Linked DNA regions of Oryctolagus cuniculus: region 2 is linked to region 1. The links are chromatin contacts, called in public Hi-C maps. All regions are on one chromosome and are shown on one strand. Each heading gives the region's core, a stretch centred on a gene start, on an enhancer-like site or on the middle of the called end of the contact. The rest is flanking DNA. Distances are from core to core; before and after follow the strand shown. Region 1 has its middle 160 kb from the start of MEOX2. Region 2 overlaps LOC138845847 (a long non-coding RNA gene).

What was found. Hi-C and Micro-C count contacts between places; a contact is called where the count stands out from the background.
Region 2: a contact with region 1 is called in a Hi-C map of an unstated tissue, with 2.0 times the contacts expected there. The contact joins two enhancer-like sites. A contact is called at or near these places in 2 of 6 Hi-C or Micro-C datasets (psoas muscle and an unstated tissue).

Annotation. Positions count from the first base shown.
Region 1 is chr16:7,454,059-7,460,616 of mOryCun1.1, reverse strand. No RefSeq gene overlaps it. Among named protein-coding and RNA genes, the nearest start is that of MEOX2, 160 kb to the right of the region's middle. Within about 2 kb of position 3,881, at least 1 of the 8 cell types and tissues checked has an H3K27ac peak or open chromatin away from gene starts, as enhancers often do.
Region 2 is chr16:7,699,000-7,705,981 of mOryCun1.1, reverse strand. It overlaps LOC138845847 (a long non-coding RNA gene), which reads left to right. Exons shown (of 2, transcript XR_011383048.1): 1 at 1-1,411; 2 at 2,803-6,200. Among named protein-coding and RNA genes, the nearest start is that of CRPPA, 360 kb to the left of the region's middle. Within about 2 kb of position 3,506, at least 3 of the 8 cell types and tissues checked have an H3K27ac peak or open chromatin away from gene starts, as enhancers often do.

The DNA of each region.
Region 1 (6,558 bases), core at 2,632-5,131:
AACATGGCCCTGTCTCTTTAACTAAGCCAAGACCTCCCTTTTCCTGCAGATGTCAGGAAATTTAGATTTATTCATTTACTCAACAAATATTCGAGGGCTCAGTGTGCACCAGGCGCCATTTTAGTTGCTGAAGTCAAAGCAAGTGGTTTAACTAGAAATCTTTCTTCCTGTTAGTTAAGCTGTTTCCTGCGACTGGTGAACAGGAGACTTAGCCACCTTGACCCAATGGGTACGGCAAGCCTGAAATTCCTATGTTATTAAAGCTTTTTTTTTTTTTAAAGGTTATTCTAATTTATCAGCTATTTGGTACGCTGGAGGAATGTAGGATTTAGTACTTTCAGTATCTAAAACAATTTTAATTGTCAAGTCTACATTGAATGTAAAATTCTTTTTTATTCTTCTTTCTTTTAAAAGAAACTATCAAGGAGCTATGGACCCAAAAGCAAACTTTTATTACCAGAAAAAAATTAATTTGGGCTTTTTCTTAAATGGAGACAGGGAGAAAAAAAGATTTAAAATTTATTCCTCATTTTGGGGATTATTCCAAGGCTCCTCCTGGATTAATTATCATTTTTTTCAAAGGGGAAAAAAAGAAACTATTATTTATTTTGCATTGAACATGGGTCAGATATTTTAACATATATTTTGCTGTATAAAAATATCATTGACCAAATGAGTAAATTGAGACTGGGACTAAATTAGTTATTCAAGTTCACACAGCTAAGGCGGTGAGCCAGCCAGGACTGCATGTCCTCTGCTTTTAAAGTCAGGTTTCAAAATGAGCGTAAAATCTGAAGACTGCTACAGATCATTGTGTGACCACAGCGGCTCTTACTTACGCAGCTCTTTAGTATAACACAAAGAAAGAAACGTGTAGTTCTGGGGCGCATTGTCTGATGCTGATGGAAATATATAGACAGGAGATGCGTGAATGAGTTGCAAGGGAAAACTGTTTCCATCTGTATACCTGGAGACAATACTCCCCTCTTCTAGGAGACTTTTAGAAGAAAAAAAAAGCACACAACTCAAAATAGCAGTTCCTATATGTAGAAACCGGGAGAAATCTAAATAATCCAAATAAAAATTAAAAAAAAAAAAGGAAAGAAAAGAGAGAGAAAGAGCATTCTGAGTTCCCAATGAGTTCCATTGTGCTCAGGACACAGAGTCAAACCCTGCTCTCTGCAAAAGCAATGTCAAGGCTATGGTGCTGGGAGGAGTCTGCAGCACGCTCAGGTCCCTGCTCTGATGAGGTGTCACCTATTTCCACCCCAGAGCTGCTGTAATCTGATAACGCCTTGGGGACAAGGCCCTTCTCTGCCTATGACGTTATTGAATGCAGCCCTTATTCACCTCTCTCTCCATCAGGCTTGGATGCTCGGAATCTCACTTCAGGCCCTGCAGCAAGGAGAGGCGGCATCCAACCTACGAAAAATCTTCCATCTGGAAAACTCTTTAGTGGGAAATAGATGAACTCGATGATCCAGTGAGATCCTCCGTGTCTCTAATTTCCATGATCCTGTCTAGGAAGTATACTGGAATTTTTCTAACCAAAAGGCAGATTCCACTGATTTCCAAAGGGGATGGAGGGAGCTGGCAAGGAACAAGGGCAGGTACTGCCTCTGTTACTGGAGAGAGATGCAAAGGCCGAGGAGAGAGAAAGCAGGGTAGCTGCTCTCACTCCCCTTACATTGGCGAAATACGGGAAGAGAGGGATGGAAGTACCCGGATGTCAATTTGCTGACCCTCTGGCCACAGAGCGGTCGCTGGAACTCTCTGTCCAGTAATTATCTGTTAGGAAAAAGATTCACATTCCTCACTAGGGCCCCAGGCCTGTTTTCACATAAATAGGCAGTAAAATACATCCTTTTTTTTTTTTTTTTTTTTTTTTTCTCAGTTGCTCACTGCTTTAACTTAGTTCTAAGTGTCCACAAGACATAACTAGTGGCTGAGGATGGCCTCAGTGTGAGGAAACTGGACAGGATTTGCAGTGGGTGGCACCTTCCTGGAGGATTTAAGAGTAAAGGTGGCCGGCGCCATGGCTCACTAGGCTAATCCTCCCCCTTGCAGCGCCGGCACACCGGGTTCTAGTCCTGGTCAGGGCGCCGGATTCTGTCCCGGTTGCCCCTCTTCCAGGCCAGCTCTCTGCTGTGGTCAGGGAGTGCAGTGGAGGATGGTCCAAGTGCTTGGGCCCTGCACCCCATGTTTGTTTGTTGTTGTTGTTGTTTTTGACAGGCAGAGTGGACAGTGAGAGAGAGAGACAGAGAGAAAGGTATTCCTTTGCTGTTGGCTCACCCTCCAATGGCTGCCATGGCTGGCGCGCTGTGGCCGGCGCATGGCGCTGATTCGAAGGCAGGAGCCGGGTGCTTCTCCTGGTCTCCCATGGGGTGCAGGCCCAAGCACCTGGGCCATCCTCCACTGCACTCCAGGGCCACAGCAGAGAGCTGCCTGGAAGAGGGGCAACCGGGACTAGAACCCGGTGTGCCGGCACCGCAGGTGGAGGATTAGCCTATTGAGCTGCTGTGCCGGCCTCTCTGTGTAACTCTGACTTTCAAATAAAATAAATAGATGCTTTAAAAAAAAGAATTAATCCTACTTTCTGATGGTTTTTAACTCTGGGAGTTTTGGGTCTTTTCTGCTTAGGATTTGTCAAAAGTCTCTGAGTGTTTGCTATTTTTTAGCGTTGGTCAGTTTATGACTTTTGGTGGGGTGAGGGGAGAGAGAGAGAGAGAGAGAGATCCCATCTGCTGATTCAGTCCCCAAGTACCTGCAATGACTTCGTCATGGAGGCCAGACTGGCATTCGGGCTGGATCCTGGGAGAGGAGCCAGGGCTGTAACTTACTAGACCAGTGCTGGGCCCTCTCAAAGGCAGCCTGGGTGCTTTCTGTCTTTTAGAAGGTATTTCTGAGTCTAAATATTCACTCCTAGTATCCATACTTGTCTTTCTTCAAAAACTGGTCCGGTGATAACACAGATATTTTTCTACAGAAATGTGAAAGAGCGTATTTTTTGAAATGGACTTTTTAGCTGAAAGGGATGTCAGTATTGCTCTGGCCCGATGTTCCGAAGGGAGTGCTAGGTAGCAAGAAGAGCGAGCCTTCCGATGATCTCTGGTTCTCTATTCCAGAACCTGAAAGGATGATTGCAGAGAGAAGGAAATCTCGGGCCCACTGCAGTTCAGCGACAGATGTGCATCCCAGGCCCCAGTGCAGCCTGCATTCCTGCTACAAACTGTCCTCTGTGACTGATCAAGGAAGCCCATTACATGCTTAGGATTGTAGCTACACATCAGTGAATCTGTTAAAAAAATTATTACAAATTAAAATTTAAAAAATGATAGGAAAAAAAAACCAGTTTGGTTTTTCTCACTGCCTGTGGCTAGAGGAGCTGTCCCCATGCCATGCCCAAGTGGTGCCTTGAAACAGGTCCCCCGGGCTCTGTTTGGTGGGGACTGCCTGGGTGTGACTGTTGCCTGTGGAAGCAAAGGGCAGCTCTTTCCTGCTAGGATCCCATTGATGGGCTACACTCCAGGTGCCCCAGGTTCATGCCCTGCCTTGCCTATGCGGAGGCTCAAGCAGAGCTGGTTAAATGTTGACAGACCACACTGGCTGAATAAACGAACGTTTAAGCACGACTGTTCGTGTAGAGATCATGTTAAGCTTTTTTCTTTTTCCTGTCCCAGGGCCACCAGCTGCTTGGCCGGCCGTGAAGGTGGGATCCTCTTGGGCTAAATCAACAATGTCTCACTAATTGCACGTGTGACCTTGCACCGGGGACTTCCCTCTCCCGCCCCCGGCTTCCGCATCTATAAAGCGAGGGCATTCCAGCCGCTCATCTCCAAGGGCCTTCCTGTTATTGCACAGGGCAATGCCCGGGCGATGACGTCACACGCGGCCCCGTGCTATTCACAGCCTCTGGAGCAGCGGGCTTGCAAGCAGAGAGGAACAGCAAAATCAGGGGCTTTCTCCTATTCCCAGCACGGAAGCTTTTTCTGTGTGTGGTTTTCCAAAAAGCAAGAAGGTATCACATAGAATCAGAGCAGCAGCAAAGGCTTTATTTTTTTTTTAATACTGCAAAATATTTTATCTAGATCGATTCACTAGATAACAGTTGGTTTCATTCAAAGGAAAGACGATGCTTTTCCTATTCCTAAACCATGAATGACTGCAGCTCCGTTTACAAGTTGCACATCTGTTAAGCTCAGAGGAAAGGAAAGCTAATGAGCTAACAGAAAAACAGACGTCAGGACAACATTTGGTTGGCAGATCTGTCATTCTGTTGCCAGCACGAGGCTGCTGGGACTTTTGCAGTAATTGCTGTGACTGGGCAGAGGGCAGGGGCTCCGTGTGCTGCCCAAGCGCGTGTTGGAACCTGCTGTTTATTTCCCGAGGGAAGCGGAGATCAGATAGCAATGTTCTGAGAAGTGGATGTGCAATGCATTCGCACTTAAAAGGGAGACAGCACAGGCCAAGGACTTGGCTGTGCCCAAACTGGTTTTCCAGCAGAGTTCCGGTTGAAAAGCCTTCCGGGTCTTTCCTGGCCTGGAGGGATGGAGGGGTTTACAGAGCCGGCTTGGATTTAACCTCCCCATCTGTCTTCCTGCCCCTCTAGTCCTACTTGGTCAGAGGTGCTCAGTTTCTGCATCTGTGGAGTGGGCTTACTATGGACCGGCTGAGAGGGTCGGGTGAGATACCATGTGAGTAGCTGCAGAAATGAGAAATGCTGCAGAGAACTCACTGTGAAATCCATGCCTGCGGGACCTGGCGCTGTGGCATAGCAGGTTAAGCTGCTGCCTCTGACACCAGCATCCCTTATCGGCTCTGGTTTGTGTCCCAGCTGCTCCACTTCCTATCCAGCTCCCTGCTAATGGCCTGGGAAAAGCAGAGGAAGATGGTCCAAGTGCTTAGGCCCCTTTCACCCACGTGGGAGACCTGGAAGAAGCTCCTGGCCCAGCCAGGGCTATTGTGGCCATTTGGGGAGTGAACCAGCAGGTGGAAGAGCTCTCTCGCATTCTCTCACCTCTCTCTCTAATTAACTTTCAAATACAAAAACACATCTATATAAAATGCGCAGCTGCAAAAGTTACCATACTCTATAATATTACTATTTTTACTTCCCACAAATTTCATAGGCCCATAGGCATTCACCAAGAAAATACGAAAATCATTTTGTAGTGATAGCCCACAATGTGTCTCACCCAAGTTCTACCAGGAGTATGGTTATAAACTCCCCATCAGTTCTAACCAGGACACCTGCCACCACCCTCACCTCTGTGCAACAAAGTTATAATCAAACACCCCCCTGAGAGGTATGTTCAGATATTTTAGTACATAGGGCACAAATTGTGCATGAAATTAGCTTCATGAATTGTGAAATATATATACACAAACTAGTTTTGCAATTATCTTTTCTTAAAGATTTATTTACTTTATTTGGAAAGTAGAATTACACACATACACAGAAAGGCGGGTGGAGGGGAGAGAGAATCTTCCATTTACTGGTTCACTCCTCAAACATTTGCCAACTGCAATAGCCAAGTCTGGGCCAGACTGAAGCCAGGAGCCAAGAGCTTCTTCCAGGTCTTCTGTGTGGGTGGAGGGTCCCAAGCACATGGGCCATCTTACACTGCTTTCCCAGGTGCATTTGCAGGGAACTGGATGGGAAGTGGAGCAGCAGGGCCTTGAACCAGTGCCCATACAGGATGCTGACATCACAGATGGTGGCTTTTTACCCATTATGCCTCAACACTGGCCCCAGGTTTTGAAATAACATTGGAAACATAAGTCAAGTACAAATCAAAACACAGATAAAAATCCTTGCCATATTTTAGAGAAATCTGCACTGCCACAACAGATTATAAACTATCAATTTGAATTCCTCTACTTTTATTTTTTTCAAACTTTTATGTGTTTATAGGAGAGGCAGTGAGACATAGAGATAGAAAGATGAGAGAGTTAGAGCAAGAGCTCCCATCACTGTTGACTCCTTGAATGAGCTGGGAGGTGGGGACTCCATCCAGGTTTCCCATGGGGGTGGCAAGAGCCCAATCACCTGAGCTGTCCCCTGCTGCCTCCCAGGTTGTGCATCAGCAGGAAGCAAGTATCAGGAGGTGTAGGCGGGAATCAAGCCCAGGCACTAAGATATGGAATGGGGACATCTTAATTGGCATCCTCACTGTTAGGGCTGAACACCCACCACCAACCCCTCTACTTGTGACTTTGGAAAAACTTCTAACATATGCAGGGTGGAAAGAAGGTGTCATTTCCTCCCAGCCACCTCCACATGACAACTTTTTGATGTCCCACCTGCCTAGGATGAAACCACTTGAGAGACAGGAAGATAGCAAGAAGGGAAATCACCGTATCCCAGATGTCTCCCTCTCAGATTCGCATGCCCTGATAATACAGAATTTAGCTCTTTGCAAAGATCTTTCCAGAGCTGGGACTCCCAAAATGGAATTTAGGAATCTCTCTCTCTTGCAAACTTTTAGTAACTGCCTTCATCGAAGGCTGAGAAAAACTTCTTCTCTGCACCGTTCAATGTAGATCCAGTTCCATTTT
Region 2 (6,982 bases), core at 2,257-4,756, 250 kb before region 1:
TTTATAAGTAACGATCACAGAATTTCCTCAAAATTATTGTAATGAAATCTTAGAAATATAAATACAAAGTCATATCTGATAGGAAAAATGAGACTTCAATTTTCAGGAAACTTAGAAAAAAATTCACATTGATTCAAAATTTAAATTTTGGTATATGGATAACTTCACTTTGAGCTTAGAGAAAACAACAAAATGAAGGTTGAGAAGGAAATAAAGTCTTAGGAATTCTTGCACCATCATTATCATCAGATGATTGGAACAGAAAAAGTACAAGCAAGATTAACACCTTGTCTAAGGTGATTTCCCCAATTTTTTCTATATAACGTATTTTGATTTTAGACTGAATGAGTTGAAATTATGTTCTTTTTCTCAAGGAAGATGAAAGAAGGAATCAGGACTGCACTTTTGATATAAATGAAAAATTTTTTTTAAAGATTTATTTTATTTGAAAAGCAGAGCTACAGGGAGGCAGAGACAGAGAGACAAGGTCTTCCATCCACTGGTTCACTCCCCAAATGGCTGCAAGGGCCAGAGCTGGGCCCATCTGAAGCCAGGAGCCAGGAGCTTCTTCTGGGTCTCCCACGTGGGTGCTGGGGTCCAAGTACTTGGGCCATTTTCTCCTGCTTTCTCAGGCACATTAGCAGGGAGCTGGATCAGAAATGGGGCAACTGGGACTGGAACCCGCGCCCATAGGGGATGCCAAAACTGCAGGTGGCAGCTTTACCTGCTGGGCCACAGTGCCGGCCCCTATAAATGAAAACTTTAAAACTAGTAAAAGTGATGAGGATTTTCTTGTAATTAAGGACCATACTCCAAAAACACAGCAATACTTAGCTTACTCTTTCCTATCTTTTGATGTACATATATATGTATTTGTATCTTATAACAAATTTCCCGATGTTATCTGAATCCCTCCCCATCAGAGAAGATCGAGGTGTGTGTTTGTGTGGCCCCTAAGGATGTCACAGGTCTGCTGCAGGTCACCAGCTACTTGTGGTTGGATCAGGTTCACTGAGGGGACCTGCCAGAACACAGGCAGGACAGCCGGCGTCTCCGGTTTCTCTGTCCCTGGGCTCCGGGCTCTGGTGCAGGTTTGATTATGAAGACTGCCTTTCTGCTTTGCAGAGGTCCATTGAGTCTCACGGAGCTCATTTGCTTGCAAAGGAACTCTGGCTACTGCTCAGGTGCAATGCCTTGTCTCCAGCAGGGTTCACTTTACCGGAGGTGAGATCCAAGAATGGCTTTTTAATGGGAGACGGAGGATTTCTGCAAGACGGCTGGCTCGCTGGCGTTTCTTGCTTCCATGGAGTTTCTCTCCTTCAGACGTGACGCAGGGCCACCAGATAGGACTCCTGCCTCCGGCTGCATGCTTCTCATCCGCCTGGCTGCCTCTCCCAGTCTGACTCCACAGGTTCGTTTACAGCCGTCCAGTGGAGTCGGCCAGCCCTAGGTGTTGTGCGCCACCCCTCCAGGGATCATTCCCATATGGTCTTTGAGGGGAGGACACAGTTCATTTCCATGCAATTCAAATGAGCAGATTTCTTTTCTTTATTACACCACTGCTCTTGGAGGCAGGCCACCAGAGGCAGTGCCTGACTCTCCAAGGAATGCTCTACCCACTCCGTCCGTTTTTGCAGGACATTTGGCTCGGACTCCGGTCGGTTGATCACACATGTGCAACAGATGTGTGAGCATGCGTAGCGAAAATAAAAAATACAAAATCCCAGCAGTGCACTGTGGGAAATGTAGCAGAACTACTGAAAAGCAGGGACACAAAAGAAGTCTGGTACTCAGGCTCGGATTTGTGTTGTTGGAAGGGCAGTGTTTCTTATTAATCGCTCCCTCCTTTCCTAGGAGGAAGAGGTGTAGGTTTCCATGGTTATTTTGCCGTGATTTTTTTTTTTTTTTTGCGCATAACAGGGGTGAGAAAGCTTTGCTTCAACGACCTCATCTTATAAAGATAGAATTTTAAATATTTTGACGAGACTTTCTTATGCACTGGCACACTTCCACTGGAAAAGCCACCCATTTGCAAGAGAAGAGATAAAAAGCATACATGCTTTCATCCATGCCCCCTGGGCTTACATAGAGAGAGAGAGCAAGAGAGAGAGCCACAGCTAGAGAGAAAGAGAGAGAGAGAGCGCCAGCTGTTTTTCTCATGGTGAATAAAGGTTACTTGGGGAAATCTCTCTTCCTGTTTTTATATGGACAACTAAATTGTTACATAGCCAGTTAATTTTGGTTGGGTCAACAGTACAAGGTTAACTATTGGAACCTTCCTCTCTGCCTGTGTGAGAGAAGATGGTGAGCAGGGGTAGAAAGAAGAAAATGAAATACGGTGGCACAGGCTGGAAGTGCTGTTTATTTGAGAAATATTTATTTTTGTTTTTATTGCCTTTGAGAAGATTTTATACTCCCTCCTCTTCGTCTTCTAGGAAATGGCAGAGGATTTTGAAAAACCGAGGGGTGGGAACTTAGATTCGGAAAAGGATTTTTATGTACTTATTTATGCAAAGAAAGCAAATATCATGAAGTGCATATATTCAGTTTTGAGAACAAAATGATACTTTCCATCCTCCCCAACCTACTCTCCCTCCCTCCTTCCTTTTCCACTCTCCTGCCTCCTTCCCAGAAAGCATTTTCTAATACAGTAGCATACTTAGAAAAAAATATATCACTTTTATTTTCTAAGGGGACCGTGTTGTCAAAGCTAGAGCTTAATTTTTTTTGGCCTGGAAGAGATTTACCCTCTTTTCAAGCTGTGTCATGGTGCTATATTCTCTGTCTAATCTTGAATGTAAGGAATGCATCAAAGGACAAGTGGACCAAATTCCTTCAATGGACTCTCAGATATGTTCTCCAGCCACACATTAGAGAACCCAGGACAGAGCGAGTTGGTTGTGGTGGATCGGTTCCACTGCTGTCCCTGGAACTTGGGAGAAAGGTAAGGAGAAACCCGCCCTGCATTGTTATAAGGATGGTTGTTCATTCATATCCTTCTGCTCTTAATAAACGTCCCCAAGAAAAACATTCTGCAGCAGCCACTCATAAAGAAGCAGAAAATGGCAAAACCACAGCAGAGAAGGAAACCTATGTGAAAACAGTGGTTGTGTCTTCCTGGATACAGAAAACAAATAGAGCTCTTGAAGAAGCTTGCCAATATATGCCTGCCAAATAAAATATTGTTTTATGAAGTCAGGAAAAAACTAATTTTAAAGGTTATTGTAGGTTATTTGTGGTCACTTCTGGTGTGCATACAGCATGATGTCATCCTGAAGGCTTCTCTATTTATATTTCAGTCTTAGAGGACTTTTGTCTAAGACTGGATCTCAGCTACTAGGGACATCTAAAATACTCTTGTTCAGAACTCATAAAAATCTAGACTGAAAAAAAAAAAAAAAACTAGGGGAGATGGAAAAAGTCCCCCAGCCAAGGCCAGAGGAGAAATCATCGGGGGCAGATCCATCTTCTGAAATCATCCCTTCCCTGCGGACATCTGCTCAGGACACAGTATGCTGGGGAGTTCAGCACAGCACTGGCTAGCAGCCATGGATCCTAGTGGCCCTCTGAGTGGGGTGGACCGGCTCCGACCAGAGACTTCATCTGGGGAGAGGAGCAGGGAACTCCTTGGGCCCTGGGCTTTCTCTCCTCCAGCCCCGGCCCCTGCTCTTCTTGCCTTTTGTCTACGTGATCTCTTGGGGGCACTTTCCCTTCATCCTTGCAGCAGGGCCAATTTTTTTTTATTTGTGAGATTTTTCTTTTTTCTTTCTTTTTTTTTTTTTGTCTTGGAAAACCCCTCTTTGTGGAGCTAGGAAATGTCAAACAAGAATTGACAAAGAAGGTCAGTGAGATGTTAATACTTGGACATGGGGGTTGCTAAAAAATCTGTTGGGGGAGGGGGAACCCCAGCAATTGGATATTAGAAAGAACACAGAGCTTTCAGCCTTATGCTGAAAAAATGACACATTGAACTTTATATCCAGATAATAAGCTGACATCAGTTACATCATCTTTAAATTCATTCATTTATTAAAAATGTTTTTTTCGAGCATCTTGGAGTGTCGTGCATATTGGTGTTCAAGAATAATAAGAGGCAGTTAATCTAGAAACCAGGAGAAGGTGGTGAGTGTGACAGAGAAGGGAGAAACAGATAAGGCTGTGGAGTGCTGGGAGGGCAGAGTTGTAACTTTAAATCGAGTGCCCCGATGACATCTCACTAAGAAAGCGACGTCTGAGCACGCAGTTGTGGAAGAGGCAAACCATCTTTCTATCTCCAGTTGAGGACAAGGAAATAAAAAGATCTTGAAGCAGGATCACACGTGGTATGTTGAAGGCACAGCACACAGGCCAGTGTGAGTGGTGCATAAGCTGTGGACAGATCAGCACCACACACACCATTGCGCAAGTGTGTTTCTGCCTCCACGCCCGCAGGTGCTTCGGGATGCTTGCGAGATTAGACCAAATACTTCATCAGCCACGTGCTGCCCCTGAACATGAGAGCGTGCTGCTCCCAGGGCAGGTTCAGGTAGAATTTTGAAAACCTGCTCTTTGCTTGAGAATGGGACGTTTGAGCAAATCCAGTGAGCTGGGAGATGATGTGAAGTCACCGCCCCTAAGTCAGCAGCTGTCAGAGGAGGCGATACAGCAATGTGTTTGTGGACATCTGATCTGCAGGGATGGCAAGCACTCCTAACCTATAAACAGATTTTATCTGGAGGTTGGCAGTGCTCCCTAACTGAGCCTTCCTTTGTGCAAGGCCGAGACTGGGGAATTATTTCCTCATCTCTCTTTACATGGTGTGAAAATAATACAAAGCCCAAGATTCATTCAGTTCTGATAAAACAGAGCTATAGATAATATAAAGACAAGATAAAAAATTGTGCAATGAGTCTGGAAATAAGAAAATCAAAACTGAGATTTTTTGAAAGATTAATTTTTATGTATTTGGAAGAGTTACAGAGAAAGAGAGAGAAAGAGAGAGAAAGAGAGAGAAAGAGAGAGAGAGAGAGAGAGAGAGAGAGTCTTCCATCTGCTGGTTCACTTCCCAAATGGCTGCAATGGCCAGAGCTGGTCCAATCTGAAGCCAGGAGACAGAAGCTTCTTCTGGGTCTCCCACATGGTTGCAGGGGCCCAAGGATTTGGGCCAACCTCCACTGCTTTCCCAGGTGCATTAGCAGGGAGCTGGATTGAAAGTGGAGAAAGTGGAGCAGCTGGGATTATAACTGGCACCCACATGGGATGGCAGCACTGCAGGCAATGGCTTTAATTCACTTCACCACAGTGCCAGCCCCAAAACTGGGCTATTAATAAAAACTTTAGTACAATTCTGTACTACACGGAATACTTGTTCACAAGGGATAATTTTAGCAAGATGTGATTTGGGGTTTCCTTGTTCCTGGGGTGTCGTGTGCCAGCGGGAATTTCTTGGAAAGAAAGATGAAAGACTGAATTAGAACTAGGGATAGGAACACGATCGGAACACTCCCTTTTTCTTATTTTAATTGCAGGAGGAAGAGAATAGATTTTAGTCTCTGGACAAGATTGTCCTCTGTCTTTCACAGCATCCAGAGAGCTGGGATCTTTTAACAGCACCAGTAGCAAAACCATCCAAGGAATGGAGCATGTGTCAGCCACCTTGCTAGGGGATGGGTTTGCAACTTAGCATTCCTTCAAAAGAAAATGTTTTGTCCCCCAGGACAGTTTTAAATCTGAAAACAAAGGCAAGCCGAATAAATTTCATGCAGGGCTAACCAGGGATAGGGTGAGGTGGACTCACTGAGGGACTCTGATCTCTGCTGGCTGTGAGAGCAAGAGCATTGCAGTCACCTCTTGTGGGTGTGTTCACATTAAGTGCAGTCTACAACAACTCTGAAGGATGCCTCACTTCAGCTGTGCTCTGACCAACCCATGGGCTCTCAGGTACCTCTTTCTGTCGCCTTTCCATGACTGATGTGGGCAACTCAGCCCACCTACCGTGATGATTGTAAAATATTCCATAAGCCTTTAAGATTACTTTTTGCCACTCAGTTCTTGGGCTTATTTAGCCTCTTTTGGAGCAAAGGGAAACAGATATTTGTTACACAATAGGACACGGGATAGCACCTTGGCACAGGAGTAAAAATAGTCTTGAGTGGAAGGCGTAAGATGAAGCTCCAGTGTTGGCCAATCCCTGGGATGATATCAGTTCTGTACAAGAAAAATTATTTTAAAATAGTTATTTATTTATTTGAAAGGCAGAGTTGCACAGAAAGAAGGAGAGACAGAAAGAATTTTCCATCCATTGGTTACCTCCCCAAATAGCAGAAACCCAGCAGCCAAGAATTCCATTCAGGTCTCCCACTTGGGTGCAGGGGCCCAAGCACTTGGGCCATCTGCTGCTGCTTTTCCCAGGCACATTAGCAGGGAGCTGGATGGGAAGTGGAGCAGCTCGGATTCCAACTGTCACTCTTGTGGGACGAAAGTGTCACGGGTGACAGCTTAGCCTGTTGAGCTACACTGGACCCAGGGGCACGAGGTTCTTTATTTTGGCTTTGTGCTCTTAACCTCTCTGAACATGATTTATTCACACAGGAAATGATCACCTAGAAGAAGAAGGTTCTTTCTATTCACAGTCCTTTTCCGAAGGAATTGCCACTTGAAATTCCATTTTTTTTCTTCTCCTACTTGTTTTTCTCAATTCCAGAGAACATCACGATGGCATTGCTTGTGTTCTCTGGAATATTAACTATGGAGTTTCCAATATGACAGCCAGTGCTATACTTTATTCACAGTACCAGGGCCGTTATGTAGCCACAATTGGTCTCAAATTTAAATAATTCCAGTAGGATTTTTCTTTCTTTTATTGATGATGATCAAAAAATTAGATCTCATTTCTTCATATAAACTTTTTTTATTCCAAATGATAAAAAATGAGAATATCTATGCCATTAGAATTCAGAAGCCAGAAGCTTCTTCTGGGTCTCCTATGCGGTGCAGAAGTCCA